Regions from separate parts of the Hordeum vulgare genome. Here region 2 is linked to region 1. The links are chromatin contacts, called in public Hi-C maps. All regions are on one chromosome and are shown on one strand. Each heading gives the region's core, a stretch centred on a gene start, on an enhancer-like site or on the middle of the called end of the contact. The rest is flanking DNA. Distances are from core to core; before and after follow the strand shown.

Region 1 (6,363 bases), core at 2,611-5,110:
ATGTGGTCTCCTTTTCTCTTTAATATAAGCCATGTTTTCCATCCAATAAAATGCATAAGCACATTCAAGTACCACTACCAAACATATTATGAGAGTAAGATTATTGTGTTATTTCGTGGCAACGCATGGGCATTCAACTATACAATTAATTGTTTGTAGTTGCCTTCAAGAACTATCCATCTTCTTGATAGCTATACTCATGAGTTTACCTTCTCACCTAAAATATGTGTCAACAGTTTGAGCCTTATTTCACATCATTGCCATTAAGTGAGGAGAAAGAAAAAATATGTCTTAATTACTTTTATTGTTACTATCATTTTATATTATTAGCAGTTTTCGTATGTGAGTACTGCAAGTTGCTCTACTGAAATACTAATGGACACATTTCAAAGCCACTATCTTGAAAACCTGGATGTGAAGCTTCTATACCTTCTTTTTCCTTTTCCCTTTTTCTTCATGTCTCTATTTATCTTCTTATACTCTTAGTGTTTGATCTGCAGGTTTCCCCCACTTCCAGCCTAGAAGATATAAGGCATAAGCACATATTTCGTTTCTTTTGTTCATGCTTCTGAAAATTCTTCAATGATGCTTGCGCAGACAAGGGTCAAGAATAGCAATGAAGGAGAAGTCCACAAGTTGTAAATGGAGGTGATTTTGATAAACATGATATTTAATTTCAGTTTTACTGATTGAAAGGTACTTTGGTTCATGACTACTAAAACATAAAAACTCAAATTTCACTGTTTGTTTTCCAAAATTGGATTTACGTCATCGAGGTACAAAGGCATCAAATATCTACGTATTTGCATTCAGAGACACGTGCATAGAATATCATGTGATGGCCATATTATTTTCAGAAGGAAGGTAATCTGTTTAATATTGCCAAAGGTACACTTGTGAAACGTAGCAACAACATGATCATTATAAAGCAGAGCTGCCGCTTACCATCTTATGTAAGTTTGTAAAATATAATCTGAAGAAAAGAAATGCATTGTTCGTATGTTAGAGTGAGGTAGTATATTCACATTGCTTATTTCTAGAAACTTCTGTGAAATTAAACTTCTGGTTTTAACCTTTCCTTCTTAGAGAAATGACTCGAGCAAAGATACTTGACAACTTCTATATAGTGAAGTTAGTTATAGTTCCACATTCAACATTTAGTATCCTGCAAAATTTTGCACACCATGTCAACTTCCTTGTCATGTACAATGTGGGGCAAGGGAAAATTTTGAACCCCCTTTTGCTACTCATTTTCTATAGCTAAGTTGTGATTGAAGGGATGCTGGTGGATATTTTTTAGGCACGAGTTAAAAATGGCCAATATTCGTCATGGTGTGGCTGGCGACTGCAACCTCCATGGGATACATGCTTGCAACCATGGCTTTAGGTGGATGGGCGCAAATTGAGAACAACGGTAGTGAAATAGTAGTTGAATGCATGATGTATCAGAATAATGAATGTAGGTTTCGACATAATTTTTATCCTGGAATGTAAACTATGTTGTTGATTTTGTAGCTGGTATAATGGTATTACATCATGGAGAATAACTGGCCTTCTTTTTTTGCTTCCCACCTCCCATTATATTGAGATGAGATACAGAGCTAGCTCAAAATTAGGATTATCTATCAGTCTCTTTTCCCTTTGAAGATACTGAGGAAAAACCAAGCATTAATGATCGATTTAATATTAGTTCTAATTGTTTGATACGATAGTATGTACCACTTATGATGTATTATACTTCATATTTTTTGTAAATTTGTGAGGTGCAGTTTGCATTATTTTGTGCTTGGATATAAATATTTCGTTGGTTCCATCTTACGGCCAGTTCTTTTGGTAGCTTTTTTGGGCTTTTAGAATAAGTTGTCCCCTACCCAGTTTATTCTAGAAGCCCACCTAAAAATATTATTTTAGAAGCATAGTAATCAAGTCTTAATTAGTACTCCTTCGGTAAACTAATATAAGAGGGGTTTGATCACTAAAATAATGATCTAAATGCTCTTACATTAGTTTACAGAGGGAGTAGGTTTCTAAAATAATATGTTTGATTGGGCTTCTAGAATAAGCTGGGTAGGGGACAACTTATTTTTGTTTATTCTAAAAACTATCAAAAGAACTAACCCTTATTTGTTGACAAAAAACAAGCTAGGATAAAGTAGTGCCATTTGCATCCCTATTCAACTCTAGCAGACCCCGCATCCCGCCCCGACCCACAAAATAACCGCCAAATTGCGGGTCGGGGCCGGAAAATCCGCACGAGCAGACCCCGCATCCCGCGCCGACCCGCATTATTTTTTGCGGGGCGCGGCAAATCTTCTCCCCCAACCTCCATCTTCATGGGCTGGGAGGCCGACCCAAGCTGAACCCCTATCCGGCGCGAGATTTGGCGGGAGGAACATTTCCGCGCGCCCTTTCCCCGCTCCCCGCACCCTCCGCCACCATTGCCCCCTCCGCAAGCTCCGGTTCCTCCTCCCCAGCCGTTCCTCGCCGTCATGGAGGACCCCATGCTATCCCCGTCATCGTGGAGGTCGCGCATGCTCCTTCCCCTCGGGCGGATCTCGTCGCCGGCCATGTTGCCCCCGCCACCATCGCCCGAGCACAAGCCGCGCCTTCCCGAAAGAGGCAGGGCATCGTGGTCGTGCAGGGCGGGAATCCGGCTGCCCCCGCCGCGACGGCCCGCGCTCCGGGCGCCAACGCCGCAGTGTGATCCCGGCCGGCGGCGTAGAAGGCCGACAAGGCCGCTGCCGTAAAGCGGAGGAAGGTTCCGGCTTCAAGGAAGCCACCTTATTCAACCTCTGACTTCACCCCCCCCCCCCCCCGCAAAGAGGTGCTCTGGCGATGCCGTTGAACAATTCCGCTCCCCCCGCGGCCGAGGTGTTCGACGAAATGGCCAGAAGGTATGCCTCTTCGGTCTTGGCGATTCCTTTTCATTTTTCGCCATTAGTCTTGATAGCTCGTGACTTGTTATCGTTCGCTATAGCAGTGGTTCGAACAATGCAACAAACGAGTTCATGAACATGTTGGACACGAACGCAGTTGACATAGATCAAGCCTCTTTCGAGCCATTCAACTACAATGAAACGGATGGCGGACATGGGCGCAAACCTTTGCATGCCCTCTTTTGCGTAATGAACTTCGCTTTTATTTGCGCACAAACTGTTTATTTCGTTTGAACTTGAACTTGTTTGCCAAACCCTATGTCAAATGCGAGATTTGCAGTTTTTTGTTTGCGGGTCGTCGCGGTGGAGCCCGAGCAGAAGCCGACCCGTAAAAAAGCATATTCCACGAATATACTTTTTTACGGATCCGTTTGGGGGTCTGCATCTGTGCCACCCCGCGCCGGCCCGCAAAAGTGGTTTCGCGCGAACTGCAAACACGTTTTGCGGGCCGGCGGATGTGGGGTCTGCTAGAGTTGCTTTAAGTACTCCCTCCATCACACTATATTGGGTGTATCTCCAAAACGATAATTTTTCACAATTAGAAGCAAATAAGGCGCATGGCATTAATTAGCGTATTAATTGGGGTGTTTTGAAAACCGTCTCCACCAATGCATGCGAGGAAGCCGCTTGTTTAGTGAACGCGGGGTTACTAATGCGTCAGTTTTGAGGTTAATTAGGCGCTTTTACAGCTCATCGGCTCGATTTTTTCTACCAATAGAAAAACATCTAGGTTTGAAAGCCCTGTGATAAACACCCACTATACTGTGACGAAAGAAGTATCTGATGAGAAGATGTTGATTAAGGAGATATAAATGTCTACTAAAAAGTTTTATTTATGTGTATATATTATTTGCTATTCCGTGGCAAAGCACGGGCTAGTCAGAGTTATAAATCTCCTGGTTAAACTGCAATCCTACCGTCTGCGTAAAAGAAGACCTCATTGAACTACGGTAGCTTTCCCAGGTTCCGCATCTCCCGAACTCGCCTACCGGCCACCACCCCCTGTTCCCATCTCTCTGCAGCTTGGAATAGCCCAGACCTGCGCCTCGCTCCTCCGGAGCCGGACGAATCGAGCCGCGGCGCCGGTTGGAGCGGCCGGGCCGTGGGAGCCTGCCGGCTGATGCGGCGGCGGCAATGGGAGTATGGGAGTTCATCCTGCGCGGCGGCGGCCGGCGCTTCATCAAGCGCAAGGACAGCGACGCCGGCGAGGCTGGTCAGTGCCCCCTCCCGCGGCCTTCTTTTCTGCTCTAGCTCTCTTGTTGCTCGCTGTGCGCCTTTTGGGGAGGCGAGATCAGAGATGGAAGGTCGTTAGCAGCAATGTGGTTTCTCGGCTTACTTCAACTCCACTCCTCTTTCGAGCAGTTATAAAGATTTGAGTTTTGAGTGCACGGAGGCGGTCCTTGCTGTTCTGCATCTTTACGGCCAATCTATTTTTTAAGCTTCTTCATTGGTACGTATAAATGGCGTGAAAATCGCATCTTTTCCACATTGAATTACTTGTACACGTGGCAAAACTGCTTTCTTCAAAATTGTATTGCCCTAGTTTTGTTAAGCTTGCTGAGGTTGTACCAGCGAATCCTACAAAATACAAACAATATAGGAAACCGGCCATTTCCAGTTGGTTATTCTCATTTTGGCCGATATCAAACTGACCTTTTCCCGGTTATCTGCTCACCAGGTGCTGATTTAGTTTTTAATAGGAAATGTACAAAGAAAATTAACTAATGCATACCTCATTAGGCTCTAACAGGCTCTTCAGTTCGTTTGGGTATGATGTGGATAGGGCGAAGCAACAGCATGCTTACGGCCTTAAGCTCACTTGTGGGTTTGTTCATTCTCTTGCTCTTGTGGGATAAATTGGAGTAATATTTGTTCCTACTTCCTGATCCCCAAATCAGTGAATATGCTTCTGTGCACCCTCTCTCATGAAGTGATGGGACTGTTTCCAGCGATTGCAAATTGATGGCAGCCTTGGCATGTGAGTTGTGGCGATTTATGCGTTGAATGGTGCTCTCGTCTTGTGGGTGTTTAGATTCCATGGCAAGGACACTAGCTTGGTATGATTGGGCACACTTGTGTGTAACTCCTTTTTTGTTTTATTCCTAGTTATGCATAATGCACAGGGAAAATCAGTTAGTTCAGCTCCTTTCTGAACTTTGATTCTGGTCAGCTCTTCATTGGCTACCTCTTCATTGGCTACCCGTAGAAAAAGTTGAATTCTTTGTTGGCATGAAGAGCGTCGAATCTGAAAAGTAACGTTCACTTGTGGGCATTATCTACTGAAAGAAGTCATTCTTAGTGGAGGCAAACTAACTGTGATGCCACTTGCCATGTTTGATATTGCTATTTCCCCTATTGCCCTAGTTGTCATGATTTTATTTTTGGTGAAAAAATGCATTTCAAAGTATGCTTTGGTGGCATGAAATAAATCTTAATCTGCATCACTTTTTGATTGACCAAAACTGAGCTTTGCACTCTTGGTTTCACTTTTATGGCCTCCCAGGCCGGGCAATGGAGGAGCTGAGAGGTTCTCTCTACAATGAATTCCATACTTCGGAAGGGGCTAAGCGGCAGCAGCAGAGGTTTTGTGGCCCGGGTGTTGCGCTAACATTCAACTTTGTGGTTTCTGTTGGGATCATCATGGCAAACAAGATGGTGCGTGTTGTCTTTTCAGTTTTCTTACACTTCATGGCATCTCTTATTTAGTTTTCTTTCAGTTATTATTTTTCTGCTAGTCTCTGCATTTAGTTTTTAGATGATATGTTTTATTTTGCAGGTGATGGGTAGGGTTGGCTTTAACTTCCCAGTTGCACTGTCACTAATTCATTACATAGCTGCCTGGGTCCTCATGGCCATCCTGAGGGCATTATACTTGATGCCCATCGCCCCTCCTTCAAAATCCACTCCTTTCTCCTCATTATTCGCTTTGGGTGCTGTGATGTCTTTTTCCACCGGACTTGCTAATATCAGCTTAAAGCATAATAGGTGAGATCAATAATGAAGTCTCCCTGTTCAACAAATGCAAAAATACTACCTTAAAGTTGTGGCCAATCGATTTTTCTCATATTCTGCTCACTGTTCTCTAACTTCAGTGTAGGGTTTTATCAAATGGCTAAGATAGCTGTAACTCCAACCATAGTTGCAGCAGAATTTATTCTTCTCAAGAAAAGTGTCTCCTTTCGAAAGGTACATTTATTAGAAAATTTAAGCTTCATATACTGTTCAGTTTTTTGGTTGATCTAATTGGTAAGAATAATTTATATTTTTTATTACAGGTTATCACACTAGTTATAGTGTCATTTGGTGTGGCTGTAGCAACTGTTACTGATTTGGAGTTCAACTTTTTTGGTGCTTGTGTAGCAGTAGCTTGGATCATTCCTAGTGCTATAAACAAGATCCTCTGGTCAAATCTGCAACAGAGTGGAAA
Region 2 (6,493 bases), core at 2,006-4,505, 570 kb before region 1:
AAGGAGATATGAGCTACCTCTTTGCCTCCTTGCCTGGACAAACCGTGCAATCATATTAAGGACACGTTGTCCTTGCAGAACAAGAACTCCACAAACCACAACTTCACCAACAGAATCCGGCAAGTCTAGGCCAGGGAACTCGAGACCTTGAATTACACTAGGACTTGCAAGGATGATGTGTGCAAAAACATAAATTAGCGCAACAACTGAGGATACAACAGTAAAATTTCCAAAGATTCGAAATGCTAGTTTCCAGTCGGATTCTGTTTCCGGTTGCACGGAAGACAAGCTTTCATTATTTGTTGTTGTATCTTTTGCATCAACTGGTCTGACATTTTGAGCCAGAAGTTCAGAGACCTGATTGAAGTTATCCTTCAGTCCTTGTTTTGCACCATTTTCTATCATGCCCTTCATCATGGTACTTTGCATGAAATTTACGCGCCAAGAGATTACAAGCTGTGAAGATCTTTCATCATCTCTTACTTCAGGCCCTGGCATTATACAGGTTAAAACCTCCACCCTAAAATTATTGCCAAAAGGGACCTCAGGAGTACTGACATCTGCTAAAACTGCATACATATCTCCATCTGCCTTCAGATATGTCACGTCTTCTGTTGCTTTCACGGCCTTAACTAGTTTAGTAGCAGCTTTTGTGTAGGTTATAACCCTCTTCAAGATCTCACCATCATTTTCAAGTCTCCACTGTTGAATATCCAAACCAGTAGTTCCTTGCATCTTCGCTAGTGATTGCAGTATCTCTGAACTTGGTGAGAAAATAAGTGCGTTCAAGTCACTGGGTGCAACAGCATAAACTTGATCGATAAGAACTCCACCTGACAAATTTCCAGGCATATCATTGCCTTCATGCTTAGATGCAAAGGCTTTTAGTAGTTCATCAAACGACATATTTACGCTAGTTTCAGAGTCCTGCTCATCAGAAATTTGTGCGCTTGTTGATGGCATTTCTTCAAGAGTATCCAAACCACGGTCGTGCTTGAACAGAGGTGGAACAGAAACTTCCGTGTCTTTTGGTTTTACTGAAAAGATTTGTTGCAGCCGGTTGACAAATGATGGACCAACATTTGATTTATCCTCCTTGGTGATTTCTGCTTCATCGCTACGCGGTGGCGACGCGGATATTTCTATAGGAATATTTGGCAAAGAAGATCCCTTCCTTAGTTCACTTGATTTGTCTGAACTTGATGCAAAGTCGTCTGAAGCCCAATGCGCAAGTGTCGCTGTCTCTTCAGGGTAACTTTGAGATAGAGATATAGTGAGATGAATTTCTCCTACAGAAGATGTTAGCAGCATGTAAATAACCGCCCACAGTGAAAAATAGGCAGTAGTCTATGCACAAAAAAACAAAGAGGATAATCATGTCGGTCGGATAGGCACTGTTTTTATTCACCTCATTACAAGCCAAAATAGTGAATACATTATTTTTTGTTGAGATTAAACGATGGGGAATGAGTGATGAGAAGTCGATCAAACTAGTGAACGGTAATATTGATGCTAATAGAAAAAGAGTCCCCGCGGTTTAGTTTCTTATAATTCCTAATAGTTTGAGTCGTTAAATTACATCATTCAAGGGTTAAACAGCTGATAGTGGGTTGGAAGCTAAGGATAAGTTAAAAAAAAGGCAGTAAAGCTATGACAGGTATACATCCACTACTGTGTTGATTATGTCAGAAGTTTTGGATAATCTGGGAAGTAATATATTCCCAGAAGTGATAAGGAACTGCTAACTGTTTCATAGCCCAACGGTGTGGCACCCTGCTCCTCAGGAACCAACTATAGATTGATTCATAGCAACCGCGGCTGGCGGGACATCCGTATGAACTTTCCCTATAATTTGCCAGATTTGAACTCATAACCTGTTGCTTGCGAGATTTCAGATGAGCACACAATTAACTAAGAAAAGAATATGAACAACATGATGCGTGGAAAGGTTACGGAGAGAAGCTGTTGGCGAAAAGAGGATGCAGAAAGGAGGGTTAAACTAGCACAACCCCATCTATCACAACGCTGGATCGGTCACTGTCCAACTAACACGAATTCAGGAAAACAACAAGACCACATTATCATCATCATGGAACAACTATTTAACTAAGAAAAGAATAGGGAAAGAAAATGATGTGTGGAAGGAAGATGGTTACCACAATCTCTGATCTTGGACTTCTTGCTCTTGGGCTGCAGCGGGTACCAGTGCGTGCCGAGGGAGCGGTTGTCGGCGTCGAGTACGGCGGAGAGGGGCACCCTGAGCTGGCCGAGGAAGTCGTCGGAGAAGTACTTGTCCTCGTCGGTGACGCGTATGAGGAGCTCCTCCTTGAGGTCCCCGACCCGGAAGGCGAACTCCTCGTCCCACACGGGGTTGGCCGACTTCCTGATCACCTTGGTCTTGGCCCGCTGCCTCCCCAGCTGCAGCTTGGCGTACGGGTCGCCCTGCCCCTGCGCCTCCGCCGCCGGGAGGTTGCGGGCCTCGATGACATGCACCACAAGCCTCATTTCCTCCTCTTTTTATGGTTGTTGTCAAGATTGATTGATTTGGGCGGTCTGCGTGGTTCAAATCAAATCAAGAAGCTTCAAGAAACTTTTTTTCTTTCCAATTCAGACTGAAAGCAGCTTCTTTTTTTGGAAGGAATTCAGAAGGAAATCATGGTGGCGTCTGGGACCGAATCAGAAATCAGCGAGAAGTAGCAGAAGAAGTCGCTCGCTTGCTGGGTCGGGGAAGCGCGGGAGAGAGCTGAGACCACATGAAGCTCCGAGCCAAGCAAGCAAGCGAGCAAAACGAATCAAACAAATCCAGATTGAAGCGCGGCGAATCCGGGGACAACGACGGGGCGCTTTCCAGAATGAAGCAACAAAAAGGAAGGGAATCCCCCGAACCGAAGGACCAGGGGGAAGAAAATCCAAGAAAAGAGACGGCGGTGAGCGCCGCACGGACTGGGAGAAGACGGACGGCGAGTCGAGTAGGGGCGGGCTTGGCTTGGCGGAGAGCGGGGTGGGGTCCCGGCGGCGGGGGGAGGAGGATTTCTTGGGGGAGGAAGGGAGGGAGAATGGGCGTTGGGTTTGGGGCATTGAAGACTTTGGGGAGGGAGAAGAGGAGATGGAAAACGAGGGAGGGATTTTGGAGAAAAGGAGTGACTTCACTGCCCGCGTCGCCTCCCTCCCTCCCTCTGCTGCTGACTTTCAAACTACCGCACAGCCCCCCGCAGCCGCCGGTGAGGTCGTGCGCGCATCGCCCTCCTTTCTGCCCCCTCCATCACGCCCGTTTTACCACGACCATCATCACAGGTATGCAAAAAGGAGCCCATAAAGTGTAGCCTTTACTCCCTCTGTAACGCAGTGCTTCTGTCGTCCGTCGCGGCATTTTTAAGTACCCTTAAATTTTTCGGTATTCAACCCGCGGTACGTTTTTAAGTGATACAAACAGAAAAACGTTTTGTTTTTATAGAAATGCCTCTGTAATTTTCGGAATTCAACCCGCGGTCCATTAAAGTGCTTAGGTTTCGGCCGCTTCCGCTGCTGCTGCTTCTTCTCGATGAAGTGGAGCGAGAGGACATCGCTTAGCGAGCCGCCGACCGCGGCCTGGAGGAACTCGCCGTCGCGGCGGAGCACGCCCAACACCTGGTCTAGGGCCCCACCACCTCCTCGCCCCCCGCTCCCGCCCCGCTGGTGCGTCAGGCTTTGCTTGTTCCTCTCCCACCACTTGTCGTTGTTGCTCCACCGCCGCTCTTCGCAGCACACATGGGCAGCACGACGGGCCGCAACAGCAGCGACATCGCATCTGCTCCGTGGTGGCAGAGGCGGGCGGCGCGTGGTGGTGGCCGGTGGCGGGGGGCGCTGGGTGGTGGATGGGGCGGGAGACATGGTCGGGACTGGGAGGGTGGGTGGAGGAGGAAGAACGTGGAGGTGGTGGGTGGTGGCTCAGGATGTGTGGGAGGTGAGAGGATAAGGTGTGGAGGTTGGGGTGAGTTAGGGGTGCGTGGGTTGGGGTGATTTTTTTGGCTTCGTTTCACTGCGTTCTGCCGACCCTTTTCCAGATACATGGGATGGTCTTGGAGCTGGTGCCCGCTTCTGCTTAGCTTGTTCGACCATCAGCTGCCACTTTGAAAACATATCACTTCCTCCAACTGCCTGCCGAGCAGCGACATTTGCTGCCGTTGTTCTCATTTTACCATCTTCTTCTTTGTTGGGCTGCAAGAGATTAAGTTATCAGGAAAAGAAGAGATGTCAAACTAGAGAGACAACATCGGATACTTACGTTCACATTCTTTGGACAGCTTTCCTCTTTTTCTTTCTCCAATTCTGCGCCACCACTGCCACCACTACTACCACTTCAACTGAAAAACGTTTCGTTTTTGTAGAAACGCCTCTGTAGTTTTCGGAATTCAATCTGTAGTCCATTAAACAAACACATCACGCCACATCCCCTTCCTCTTCCCCACACACGAGTCTGCGCCCAAAGGAGGAGGACCTCGAGGCCTTCTGCCGCCGCTTCGTCAGGTCCAGGATCCGACGGGCGAGGAGGCGATGGGCCGGCGACTGCCTGACGACGTCGCTTGGAGGCGACGGGCCAGAGACGGACTAGCGACGACGCGCTGAGGCGGAGAGGGTCGGGCGTGACGAGCATGGCGATGCGGCGACGGGGATGGCCAGGGGGCGGGGCGGGAGGCTAGCGGGCAGGGGCGGCGCGACGACGGGGATGGCCGGGCCGGAGCACGGCGAGGCCGGGGACGCATCAAGGGAAAGAGGAGGCCGGCAGGCTTCACGCGGAGAGAAAGGCGTTCCATTTCGCCGGATCCAAATACGTTGATACCCCAAGACTCACCAGAGTGTTGATTTTGCAATATCCATTCAACACACCGAGGGAAGCATGGAGCCTGAGGATTGAAGTCCGGCGATGGCACCATAGCCACCCATGATGTGTCATACGCACACGGCGAGAATTGAGGTTTCGCTATATTTCCGTATTCTAGCATCCCGTTCCTGATATATGTCCAACATTTAACCAATGACATGAATCTCATGACACGGACTTTAAACAATTAATCGAAACAAGGGTTAGAAGTGATGCTATAGATGTCTTAATTTACATTTAACATTTAATGGCAAAACAAATAGGTTCTGCAACTTTTTCTAGCCCGGTGCAACGCACATGCATTTGTACTAGTTAATATAAAAGCAATTAGATTACTAAAATAGTGTTCTAAATGCTCTTATATTAGTTTACGAAGGAAGTACTACGCTTATTGTGTTCTTTCTATAAAAAGCATTATTATTATTGTCTTTTTTTCCAAGCTGAAAGTGTTGTCCTCGTATTCATAGTGTTTGGTTAAATTTAAAATGTCCGGACTGACCAACACTTTTCATGTTCAATCAATATCTAAGATAAATACGAGGAAGCCTGGACGCGAATGGACAAGTTCGCCATGTCGACTATGTCCAAAGGCGAAGCCATCTCAAATCGGAATCAAATCGATCGACCCAACTTCTCCCAGCTCCCTCCTTCATTTCCCATGTTGCCGCGCAACTGCCTAACTCTCCTTGTTAGTCCTTCTCGCTCGCCTTCGCTGATGTCGTCGCCAACGGTCATGTCCGTCTCCATGGTCACGGATGATAACCCTCATCCTCTGATCATTAGAGCCTGTGAAATGTTAAACTTGGCAAAAGATAACCCTCATCCTCTCATCATTGGAGGGGATTTCAATTTGCTTAGGTTTCCATTTGAGAAAAGTAGCGGACGGTTCGACAGCCGTTGGCCTCTTTTGTTCAATGCAGTCATTGACAGCTTCAACTTAAGAGAAATTACAATGGTCGGGAGATAGTTCACTTGGGCTAATTCTCCCCCTGAACCCACATACAAAAAGCTAGACAGTGTACTGATGGATACTGATTGGGAATCTAAGTTCCCACTGGTGTCAGTACATGCTCTTGAGCGGGATTGTCGGACCATGCTCCCATTCTATTGATCGCTGGCATGCCTAGACCACAATGTAAACCATGTTTCAAGTTTGAACTTGGGTGGTTACATCGTGAGGGGTTCCATGAGATGGTTAACAAAATTTGGGAAAGACCGGTGGCTGGTGACACGCCAATCCAGAGGTGGAACAATAAGATGCGTGCTTTACGCGCGCACCTCATAGGCTCGCCATACCACCGGTTTACTTAAAAAAGAAAAGGAACGGCTATCCTCGATCATTGATGCTTTAGAGGCATTAGCAGAAGTTTGTTTGTTATCTACGCAAGAGATTGAGTTAAAGAGCCAATCGAATGCACAGATAGCGATACTTCCGTGTGAGGAGGAGTTAAAATGGTATCAAAGATCCAAATACCAATTTATCCTAGAAGGAGACTCGAATACCCGCTTTTTCCATGGTATTGCCAATGGCAGACACGGGAAAAATTGTATTCATTCTCTAGTCCAGGAGGAGGGAACGATCTAGGGCCATGAACAACTAAAGTCGTACATTACAAATTATTATAAAGGCCT

The links. Hi-C and Micro-C count contacts between places; a contact is called where the count stands out from the background.
Region 2: a contact with region 1 is called in a Hi-C map of seedling, with 2.4 times the contacts expected there. The contact joins the promoter of LOC123413030 here to the promoter of LOC123411853 in region 1. A contact is called at or near these places in 1 of 6 Hi-C or Micro-C datasets (seedling) and 1 of 1 datasets of contacts at active chromatin or transcription factors (embryo).

The regions. Positions count from the first base shown.
Region 1 is chr7H:131,069,602-131,075,964 of MorexV3_pseudomolecules_assembly, reverse strand. It overlaps LOC123411853 (nucleotide-sugar uncharacterized transporter 2), which reads left to right and starts at 3,860. Exons shown (of 7, transcript XM_045104812.1): 1 at 3,860-4,149; 2 at 5,440-5,591; 3 at 5,713-5,921; 4 at 6,029-6,122; 5 at 6,212-6,363. The coding sequence starts at 4,071.
Region 2 is chr7H:131,642,063-131,648,555 of MorexV3_pseudomolecules_assembly, reverse strand. It overlaps LOC123413030 (C2 and GRAM domain-containing protein At1g03370), which reads right to left and starts at 3,255. Exons shown (of 9, transcript XM_045105975.1): 1 at 2,157-3,255; 2 at 18-1,289. The coding sequence starts at 2,505.